Regions from separate parts of the Mus musculus genome. Here region 2 is linked to region 1. A link is a contact called in public promoter capture Hi-C data. All regions are on one chromosome and are shown on one strand. The core of a region is the stretch at or near the end of the contact, and the rest is flanking DNA. Distances in the headings are between cores, read along the strand shown.

What was found. Capture Hi-C pulls out chosen DNA fragments and counts their contacts.
Region 2: a promoter capture Hi-C map of pancreatic islet shows a contact between it and region 1. The contact joins two enhancer-like sites. A contact is called at or near these places in 1 of 484 Hi-C or Micro-C datasets (nephron progenitors) and 3 of 9 other capture datasets (adipose tissue, liver and pancreatic islet).

The regions. Positions count from the first base shown.
Region 1 is chr12:3,722,555-3,728,390 of GRCm38.p6, reverse strand. The region is part of intron 10 of Dtnb (dystrobrevin, beta); the gene reads right to left. Among named protein-coding and RNA genes, the nearest start is that of Dnmt3a, 82 kb to the left of the region's middle. Within about 2 kb of position 3,225, at least 12 of the 459 cell types and tissues checked have an H3K27ac peak or open chromatin away from gene starts, as enhancers often do. A contact at or near this core is called in pancreatic islet, where this site is marked.
Region 2 is chr12:3,915,557-3,921,392 of GRCm38.p6, reverse strand. No RefSeq gene overlaps it. Among named protein-coding and RNA genes, the nearest start is that of Gm31623, 24 kb to the right of the region's middle. Within about 2 kb of position 3,547, at least 24 of the 459 cell types and tissues checked have an H3K27ac peak or open chromatin away from gene starts, as enhancers often do. A contact at or near this core is called in pancreatic islet, where this site is marked.

The sequences.
Region 1 (5,836 bases), core at 1,976-4,475:
GAGAGCAACACTCACCAGTTTGTTAAACTGAATGTTAAAAATACCATATATATATACACACACACACACACACACACACACATATATGAGAGAAAGAAAGGGAGTAACGGGGAAGGGGAGGGAGGGAGGAAGAGAGAGAGAGAGAGACAGACAGACAGACAGACAGACAGACAGACACTGACTTACTATGTAGGTCTGGTTGCCCTGCAACTCACTATGTAGATCAGGCTGGCCTCAAACTCACAAGAGACCTGCCTGCCTCTGCCTCCTGAGCGTTGGGATTAAAGGCCTCCCAGCTTCCAATAAATAATTTTTAAAAAGTCAAATGTAAAATGAAGCAGTTATGGGTATGTAGATTTAACTAGTGAATTTAATTACATATAAATTATTACTCATGGGCTGGAGAGATGGCTCAGTGGATAAGAGCACCGAATGCTCTTCCAGGTCATGAGTTCAATTCCCAGCAACCACATGATGGCTCACAACCATCTGGTGTGTCTGAAAACAGCTACAGTGTACTCATATAAATATAATGGTAAGCTCAGATAAATAAAAAGGTAAGCTCAGATAAATAAATCTTTTAAAAAAAAATTTAAAAAAAAGCGGTGGTGGCGCACACCTTTAATCCCAGCACTTGGGAGGCAGAGGAGGAGGATTTCTGAGTTCCAGGACAGCCTGGTCTACAGAGTGAGTTCCAGGACAGCCTGGTCTACAGAGTGAGTTCCAGGACAGCCAGGGCTACACAGAATCTCAAAAAAACAAACAAACAAACAAACAAACAAAAAACAAAAACAAAAAAACCCCAAAAACAATCAAACAAACAAAAAAATATTACTCAGTAAAGATCACAACAGTGATGTGGTGACTGGAGCTGAGCAGAAGGGAGTCAGCCAGTGCTGCTCTTCACTGAGCTGGGGTGGAGCAGGTGTGAGAGGGAAGGTAAGCTCAGATCCATGTAGGGAGCTGAGGTACAGGGGAAGCAACCCCAGTGCTTCTGAGGGGAACTCAGGAAACTGATGAGGTTGGGGACTGCATGTGGAGTCACCAGCAGAAGGCTCACATCAGAGACCTGAAGAAACACAGCACACAGGGGGCCACAGAGTTGTAGGAACTTGGAGCCTGGGGAAGGCGGAGAGAGACCAGAACTTAAGAGTACAGCAAACAATTCAGTTCCTTTGAATTTTGGGGAAGGAAAAAGCATGTTAGGTCAAATGGTATGAAGCACTCAGGGAAGACATGGCAGCAGCTGTATTCACAGTACTAACACCCTCAGAGATCAGCAGGGAAAACCAGGTGGTCCCAACAAGAAACCAGAAGGCCATTCTCTGGCTCTGGAAGGCCCTTGGGTTCAGTGAAATGTTAGTGTTTTAATACAGCAGGAGAAATCTGGCCCCTGTCAGAGGGGCTGGCAACATCCTGGCACGTGTGTGTGTGTGTTTTTAATTATTAAAAAACAAGTACCCAGGGACTGGTGGTGACTCAGCAGCTAAGAGCGCCTGCTGCTTTTGCAGAGGACCCAGGTTCAGTTCCTAGCATCTATATGATGTCACAACCATCTATAACTCCAGTTCCAGAGAACCTGACACCATCTTCTGGCCTCTGTAGGGACCAGGCATGCAGGTGGTTTAATATAAGCAAGCAAAACACTCCTACATGTAAAATAAACTTTAAGAATCCAAACCAAAATAAAACAAACAAACAAACAACCCAGACCAAATATCCCGAATAACCTGTGACTTCAACAGAAAGCCTGTCTGGAAATGGGACAGGAGAGGGGCACACACAGAGCAGTGGTGTAGACCTGGGAAGGTAGTAGCTGCGATCACCGTGGGTCCCTCTATGGCAACATGAACACATTCATCAGTGTGTGGCCCACACAGTCATTTCAAATACTGAGACTCCAAGCTCTATAGGGCAAAAATGGCTATAGGTCTCATCCATGACACCATAAGCAGTCCTGTGGCCAAATCAAACTTCTTTTTTCCTGTCACCAAAGGAAAACAGTGTCAATGTGTCAATGGGGAGATGGGTTGGCAGAGTGTCTTGTTTGGACGATCTCTCTTGCTTTTTCTTAATATACTTTTATTTTGTGCAGGGAGAGTGGGTAAGATACATGTGCGTGTGTGTGTGTGTGTGTGTGTGTGTGTGTGTGTGTGTGTGTGTAAGCCAGAGGAAGATGTCTGGTTGTCTGCTCTATTATTCTCTGCCTTATTCCTTTGAGACGGGCTCTCCTTCAGCTGGTAGCCAGCAAGCTTAGTGACCTTCCTGTACGCACACAAGCCCCCAACAATGCTGGAGTTACAGGTACAGACACAACCACATGTGGATCTCTGACAAGACTGCTGGGGTCCTAACATAGGTCCTCATGGGTGCACAGCAAGAGTTATTACATGCCAAGCCACCTCCCCAACCCAGATTTTTCTTAAAGAACCCAAACATTCAGAAAGGCAAAGGAGTTAGAGAATAACAGTTCTTTGATTTGCTGCCTCTGGGCTCTCACTATAATATAAGGCAATGAGGGAAAAAGATGCTGTCCAAGGAGAACTCATGGAGAAAGATAAACGGACCAAATGACTGGTTGGGTCTTCTGCATTGGCCAGGCTACAGAGGGGACCCCTGAGGGCGAGGAGCTGTTATCCCAGTCGCTAAGTGACTTCTACCTCACACTGAACACAGCAAGCACATTCACAAATAAAAATCATAACAAAGCAAAAACAAAAACAAAACAAAAACTTTCTTTTCTGCACGTACCAGCCGTATGCAGCTGTTTTAAATGCTAATTAATTAAAATGAAATAAAAGTCATCTTCCATGTCATATTAACCACATTCCAAGTTGTTAAGAGCCACATGTGACTAGTGGCTGCCATACAGTGAGCATAAAGACTGAAGGATGGCTAGTGTGGGAATGATGTTATCACAAACCAGAGGGAACTTGCCACTGCAAGGTTCTTTTTAGGATGGCAACACCATCAGGCTTGAATTTCAGAAAGAAAAAAAAATCCCTCTGATTGGAAAGAAAATAACTAAATTGGGCTTGAGGTGAGGACAGAGGCTCCCTGAGAAGACAAGTGGGGCCCCAGCTCTGACTCTGAATATGTTTCACTAGATTAAGCAAGCTGCAATGTTTGAATAGCTTGCTATTAAAACCAGGAACATATCTCTGGGCAAGCACGGTAGGTCTAAGCTGGATAAGAGCGACTCAGCACCTCTATAGGACCTTCCTCTGCTGGGCAAGTCCCAGCACAGACGCCTGAGAGCAGCAGCCCAGAGGCAGCTGCTCAGGAACAGACAAGAGAAAAGGGCTACAATAAAATTGTGGGAAAGTGTGTGTGAGGGGGTGGGGGCTGGAAATGCAGCAGTTTGTAGAGCACTCACATGATATATGAGAAGTCCCGGGTTCATACCCTAGCACGGAATAAACTCAGCATGGGGGTGCATAGCTATAATCTCAGCACTTGGGTGGTAGAAGCTGGAAGGACAGAAGGTCAAATCATCCTTAGCTACACAGTTTGAGGCTAGCTTGGGTTACATGAGACTATCTCAAAAAACCAAACCAACCAATGAATAAAAAAGAAATGGGTGGCGAAAGAGGGAGGGGAGGAGGGAGGGAGGGAGGGAGGGAGGGAGGGAGGGAGGGAGGGAGGGAGGGAGAGAGAGAGAGAGAGAGAGAGAGAGAGAGAGAGCATACCTGTATTAGAGAAAGCAAAGACAAAATGCCTGGTAAGAGAGGGAGGAGTAAGGAGACAGTGTCTGTGTGTGTGTGTGTGTGTGTGTGTGTGTGTGTGTGTGTGTGTGTGTGTGTGTGTGTGTGTGTGTGTCGTCCATTGGAAGTCTGTTAGACCTTAGAATGTGCATGTCCTTTGCTGGTAGATGGAAGGACTAGGTATTAAGAATACTAGGGTGTCCCACAAGCACCTCTAACTCAGCATAAGCTTGCTGACTTCTTGTGCAAGTTTCCCTCCTGTGTTTGACCAAAATTATCTTAATGAAAGCCAGGAAGGAACCCAGAACATTATCTTTCCTCTTGCTCAGCTGACCAATATACAGAATCTCCAGAGCCTGCCATCCACGCCCACCATCCCAGAGGCTCTCAGTTTGGATTTAACAATGAGTAGAATTCCACACCAGTTTCTTCCACACTGCGAGGCCACAACCTGTTCAGTGATGTCGGCCTCAAGTCCAACCAGAGGAAGGACCTGTTACTATGTTGTCAGCTGCAACTTTTCAAATTTATGTTTAATATTTCTGTCTGAAAATATTAAAATTGTCAGTTTGTACCAGTGTGAGGTGGAATTAGTAAAAAGTCCACCTTAAATCTTAAATGGAAATGGAATCTAATCCCAACCCAGAAGAAGCTGAAAACTGGCAGACTGCCCAGGCCCAGGATGGCTCTGGGTATCTGCCAACACTGAGGGCCCTGCAGTTTCTTCTGATAATATGTTAATTTTTAATTACTATGCTTTTCTATCTTTCAAACGAAGACTGAAGAAAAAAACCTAGTTCCTGTGTCGACTTGGAGGGCTTTTCATGAAGAATGCAAACCAGCCCGTTGTTTTCCAAGACCCTCACTAATTCTCCCTTTACTTTCCTTTTTATTTTGTTTTTGTTTGTTTAAGACAGGGTTTCTCTGTGTAGCCCTGGCTGTCCTGAAACTCACTCTGTAGACCAGGCTGGCCTCAAACTCACAGAGATCTGCCTGCCCCTGCCTCCTAAGTGCTGGGATTAAAGGCATGTTTAAGGTTTGGTTTGGTTTGGTTTGGTTTTGCTTTGTTTTGTTTTTTGAGACTAGGTTTCCTGGAAAGACTGTAAAGCCTTGAGCTCCCAGCCCTCTGCCTTTGCCTCCTGAGTGCTGAGATTACAGGTGTGTTGTGTAGCACCATGTTAAGTCTAACTCAGACCTTAAAATGCATCATTTGGGGAAAAAAAAAAAACTTAAAATGCATAGTTTGGAGAGGAAAAAAAGAGTATATTATTTGGTGTCACCAAAAGACACTCAGACTTGATGTGGACCAATGGATTCAACCTGGATAGCCCCAACCTGGCACCTTCTACAGGAGGCAGAAAGGGCCTAGGAAAGAAAGGCCTGAGGGTACCTATAGGCAGGGAGTTACCTTATGGGAGAAAAAGTCTGGTAGCAGAAACAAGTCTTAGAAGGTGTGTCTGTATGTGTGTGTATGTGTATGTGTGCATACTATGAACATTACTATGTGTGGAATAGCAACCTTTATCACTTTTCTGTCCAAGGACCTTTCTTGACAATATGGCCTTATTGCTTTGATGTTGCAGATATCAAGGGCACTCCCTTGATGGGCAGTGACACATCTAGGCCCCAAGAAACCTTCCTTGGATGTTCCACAAATAACAGGGTAGAAAAGCATGGCCCCTAGAGGGCCGTGGCTCTGGTGTTCACAGGACTGCCTGTTCCAATGGTGTGTGTGTGTCTATCTGCCAACAGTAATAGGAAAAGTGTTGACAGCTATGAGAGAAGGAGGTAAGTGATAGGTAGTGTCCCGTGCCATGATCAGTGTGCATCCAGCCCTCCCTCTCTCCCACTGCCTGGGCGTTGTGGGTCTGTACCTATGACAGGGCCGAACACCTGAAATCTGCTGAGCGTTGTGGTTTAATGCCTGTGATCCTAGCACATGGAAGGCAGAGGCAGGAGACGGTGAGCTTGGAGGCTAACCTGGAATACAGTGGTCAAGGCTAGCAAGTGTGAGACCTGTGTCAATAAAACAAAAGAACAAGCAATAAAACCTGAAACGTAGGAAGCTGTATCTCATATATCAACCAAAGGGACAAAACAGAAGGATTCAGACTGACGACTTCTGTTGCTGT
Region 2 (5,836 bases), core at 2,298-4,797, 190 kb before region 1:
TACAGATAGGTCAGTGTAGCTATACATATACATGCAGTGGCTACCCAGAGAGAAGCATCCTTGTGCTTGAAAATGCTGGATGGGGGTAGTAAAGTCAGTTGGTTCTAGGCTGTAGGCTAGAGCCTGGCAGTGAGGGAGACACCCTTCTGGGCTCCCACTGAATACGCTGCGGGGATTTCTTTCTTTCCTCCTTTTTTCTCTTCCTTCTTTCCTTCCTCTCTCTCTTTCTTTCTCTTTCTTCCTTTTCTTTTCTTTTTTGGTTTTGGTTTTGGTTTTTCGAGACAGGGTTTCTCTGTGTAGCCCTGGCTGTCCTGGAACTCACTCTGTACACCAGGCTGGCCTCAAACTAAAAAATCAGCCTGCCTCTGCCTCCCGAGTGCTGGGATTAAAGGCGTGCGCCAGCACACCCGGAGTCTTTCTTTCTTTCTTCTTCTTCTTTTTTTTTCTTCTTCTTTTTTTTAACTTGAATTTGAGTGTGTGTTCATGAAGGTTAGAAGAAGGTATTGAGTCCCCTAGAGCTGGAGTTACATGTGCTTGTAAGATGGCCAGCTCAGGCACTGGGATTTGAACTCGGGTCCTTTAAAAGAACAACAAACAGGTATTCCTAACCACTGAGTCTCTCCAGCTCCCCACATCTTTCCAACCTAAGAGATTTTTTTATTTCATGTGTCTGAGTATTTCACCTGCATGTGTGTGTTAGAAATAATACATGTGTTACGATCACGGAGAGATCACCACTTCAAGCAAAGTATCTAGACAGGGCAAAGTTTACTCTTGATCAAGAGGATGTGCTTAAACCCGGGAGTGGCAGCGCACGCCTTTAGTTCCAACCCTTGGATGCAGAGGCACATGGAGCTCTGTGCCCTAAGAGAGTTCCAGGACAGCCAGGATGCTCAGAAAAGCAGACACGGAGACAGGAAGAGCACGTTCTATTCTAACTCAGGAGGTGACTGAGTCTCCCCCTTTGTCTGGGGTCTGACCCTACAGTTTTATTGGCTGGCTAATCCTAAAATCCTGAGGCACAGGAAAGGAAGGGGTGGGGGGAGGGGCCACTACCAGGGCCATCAGATTCTTGAAATGCAGCAGTGGCCCCTTATGCAAACAAGGGTTTTGCTGCTGGTATTGGTAAAATATTTGCATGAAAAGACACAAGGTGGGGGAGATAAAAAGATTGGATTTCCAGTCCTAAACACAAGTGTTACGGTAGTTGATAGAAAAGATTCATATTTAATATTCCTTACATATGTAAGTTTACTGCATGCATGCCTGGCACCCCAAAGAGGCCAAAAGAAGGATTAAAGTTACAGATGTCTGTGAGCCAGCATGTCCCGTGCCTTTCTGTCTGTGACGCACGCCTTTAATCCCAGGACTTGGGAAGCAAAGGCAGGCGGATTTCTGAGTTCGAGGTCAGCCTGGTCTACAGAGTGAGTTCCAGGACAGCCAGGGCTACACAGAGAAACCCTGTCTCGAAAAACAAAAACAAAACAAAACCAAAACAAACAAACAAACAAAAAACCAGATGTCTGTGAGCCTCCATGTCCCGTGCCTTTCCTTATTGAACCAGGTGGGATGGGGCCTGTGCTAGGAATTCTAAGCCAGCATGTTCTACATAGTGATCAGCCAGGGCTATGCAGTAAGACCCTGTCTGGAAAACTAAAAACAACCTAGTGTCTGTATATGAGAAAGGGAACAACACCTGAGCCAGGGCATGTACACAGAGAGCAGAGGCCACCTCCCAGCCAGGGCATGTACGCAGAGGGCAGAGGCCACCTCCCAGCCAGGGCATGTACACAGAGGGCAGAGTCCACCTCCCAGGAGTCAGTTTTCTCCAACCATGTGGGTTCAGGGACTGCATTCAGGTTGTCAGCCGTGGTGACAAGCACCTTTTCCAGCCCCACTCTCAGTGTTAGCAGAATGTGTTGTGGTTGCTGCTACGGTGTTTAAGATCTCCCAGAATCCAGGTAGAGCAGCACATAATCTCCACACTTGGGAGATGGAGATGGGTGGGTCTAGAGTTCACGATGGAGATAGAGAGTAACCAGTAACCCAGTAACCCTAGCTCAGAGACAAGAGGATTGCTGGGTCTTGCTGTCTTCCAGCCTAGCAAAGAGAGACAGAGACAGAGACACACAGAGAGAGACAGAGACAGAGACAGAGATCCTGCCTCTTTGCTTTCAATTTCTCACAAGCACATGCACATGCTTGTGAGCATGCACACACGCACACACAAACAGACTTTTGCCTTTATAAAAGCAAAGTCAGTTGAGTCCAACACTCAGGAGGCAGAGGCAGGCAGATCTGAGTCTACATAGTGAGCTCCTAGGACAACCCGGCCTATATAATGAGAGCCTGTCTCAAAAGAAACAAACACCTCGAGCTACTAGAGATTAATCAAGGATGGGCATGACGCCCTGGCACACTCTTTGTGTGAGTTCAGAGCAGGTCAGCCAGTTTTCAAAATGAAGTCTGAGGCTAAGGCTCATCAGGAGACGGTGCTTGTCTTAAATCTGATGACCTGAGTTTAGTCTCCAGGACCCATGTAATGGAAAGAGTTAACTGACTCCTGCAAGTTGTCAAACTGTCCTCTGACCTCCTCCTACCCACGTGCCACTCTAGAGCATGTGTGCATACCCAGTGTACACACAAATAAATTACACAAGTGATAAAGTAATGGAAGGTGAGGTAAACAGGCTGTGGATCCTTGGGTAGAGTGCTTAGCCCTAGTTTCTATGGGCACTGTGTAAAGAATGGTGCACTTCAGGCCTGCATCCCTCGCTAAGGAAGCAGAGGCAGAGAATCAGCAATTCAGGTTATTTTGCATTACATAACAACTCAGAGATCCTGTCTTACTAAGCAAAAACAAAAGCAAACTATAAAACATTAAAATTAAGCATTAAATTAATAAAAATAAGTTAGTAGCTAAAAGATTGGTATTATTATTTTTATTTATTTATTTTGGTTTTTTGAGACAGCGTTTCTCTGTGTAGCCCTGGCTGTCCTGGAACTCACTCTGTAGACCAGGCTGGCCTCGAACTCAGAAATCCGCCTGCCTCTGCCTCCCAAGTGCTGGGATTAAAGGCGTGCACCACCACCACCCAGAGGTATTAATATTTTTTAAATAAAGTTGAAATGGAAAATTTAATGATTATAAAATGAAAACGTAAACTAAGGCCAAGTGGGACCACGTGGTGTGGTTTCTCCAGCTGGTCCTGGGTTGGTGCTATTGTGCCGTCCCCTCCCCTTCCCTTATTCTCCTCTAAACTTGCAGAGCTCAGCCTCAGAGGCCACGGAGGCTCAAGACTCTCCATCACCAGCCAGCCAACCTTAACAGCAGGAAGCCCGGCTTGTCCCCAGGGCCTCTCATTCAAACCTTCCTGTGCATCTTATGTGCTCCCGGTTCGCTGCAGGGGCACAGAGCACTGCCTTGCTCTGTAGGTCCCTGCCTGTCCCTGCCACGTGACTTTGCAAGGGAGAAGCCAGAGGCTCTATTCTCACCAGGCGTGTCCCAGGAGATTCCAGAAGAGGGTGACAACCGTGACAGCTCCTCCAAGTGCTCTGGGCTGCCTGTCATTCTGCCTCTCACATTTCAGGCGTGACACTGTGTGGGTAGGAACAGGTGGGTCTTTAGTGTTCTTCCACACAGAAGTGTATGCTAAGAGTCTGGCAGGGAACTTTTGGTGGCTGCGAGGAAAGCCAGTCCGTGCAGGAAAGGCAGGGTTACCCTGACATCAGCTGAAAATGCAGAATCTAAAATGCGCAAAGGCCCAAAACTATGCCCAGCAACTCGACATCCGGGCATTTACCCTAAAACAAACGCTCCCAGGAACACATGTGGAGTGAGCATGCGCCCTTAGCCCTTAGAGTCCCTGCTGGATGCCTAGAGGCCGGAACGGTTAACTGATCAAGTTGTTGTGCAGCGCAGAAGGACCGTCCATGGCTGTAGTCTAACCTGGCGAATGCTTTAAGTAATAGTACAAAGTTGGCCAGTGCTCCTGCAGAAAACAGCAGTTTCCTCCCCTTTTAAAATGGTGTGTGTGTGTGTGTGTGTGTGTGTGTGTGTGTGTGATCTTCTCAGCCTTGCCTTTTTTCTTTTCTTTTTTTAAAACATTTATTTATTTAATGTATGTGAGTACACTGTCACACCAGAAGAAGGCATCGGATCCCATTCCAGATGGTTGTGAGCCACTATGTGGTTTCTGGGAATTGAACTCAGAACCTCTGGAAGAGCAGTCAGTGCTCTTATCCGCTGAGCCATCTCTCCAGCCCAGCCTTGCCTTTTCTTTTACTAGGAAAGGGTATTTATGGTTTCTGTTGTTATTGTTGTTTTGTCCTCTGGGGGGGGATTTTTGTGACAAGGTCTCACCAGTGTGGGTCCAGTGTAACCCAGTGTGGTCTCAAACTACACAGGGCCTGAACTATGGGTCCTCACGTCTCCACCTCCAGTGCACCTCTCTGGAAACATCTGCATAAAAGTTGATATATCACAGCTACAGCCTTAGCTCACTCCTTTCAGATGTTCTCAATCCCATTCATGTACTTTTGGTGGCCGCGAGGAAAGCCAGTCTGTGCAGGAAAGGCTGGGTTACCCTGACATTCTATATAACTTTTTCAGTGTGATTCTATATAACTTTTTATCATTTATCGTGTGTTTGTGTGTACATGCACACATGGATACACACAGGCCACTGAAGACATTTGGAGGTCAGAGGACCCTTGCAGAAGTTATTCTCCATTTGCACCATGTGACTTCTGGTGACCTAGTGCCACCAGGCTTGGCAGCAAGTACCTTTACCCACAGAGACATTTCACAGGCCCTAAGAAACTGTCTTTTAATGAGCATGGTTGCATATAGAGGGAGATAGTGGGCCTGAGAGATTTGATTTTCAGCTCTCTTCCTCTGTGTCTCAATGGTTTATTTCCTTGGGGATTAGGGTTGGGTTTTGTTTGTTTGGGTTGTGTGTGTGTGTTCTATCTATCTGTCTATCTATCTATCTATCTATCTATCTATCTATCTATCTATCTATCTAATCTATCTAATCTATCTATCTATCTATCTATCTATCTATCTATCTATCTACCTACCTACCTATCTATCTATCTATGGTATACTGTTGCCCAGGTTACAGCTCACCAGAGAGCCCACGTTGGATGGTTCTCAATGGCCTTTCCTGGGGGACCAAGCCAACCCTTCTGAGAAGAAGACCCAGCTACCCCTGGAAAAGAAAGGTGTCTGAATTGCAAGAGCCACATGCATGCTCACATATACCTCTGTCACAGCTTACTGAACCAGGCTGACCCTGTGATCCACTGTGAGCAGGCAGAGGTCACTGGAACCTGGCAAGGAGCCAGTGTGGAACCGATAGGGGCTACAAGTTGAACCTGAGGCTGGGAGACCAGGGTCAAAAATGAGGGAGCTAAGAAAGGGATAGGGCAACAGAGGGGCCAAGATTGGTACACCTATAGCTCCCCACGCTGACCTTCCTCCCAAGCCAGCAGTCCCCTGTCAGAGTCCCAGTCAAGAGGCCACTGAGGGGTAAGATTTATCCTTTCATTGCGCCCTGAAGCCAAGGCAAAATGGATCATTGTGGGTGATGCCTGGTGACTTGTGCTCGTCCATAACAGCCATTGTCTTACCTCACTGCAGCCCCAGGTCCAACATGCACATACCCAGAGGTTATACCAGAGCCCATGCCAGCTCTGCTGTGTGTACTTAGCCACCCTCTTGGTCAGCCCCTTGTTTCACCTCTTCTGTCCTATCTGTCAGCCTCACAGAACCTGAAGGTACAGCCCAGGTAGCAGACTGTGTGCATATACCACATGCCACCTCACTATGGGG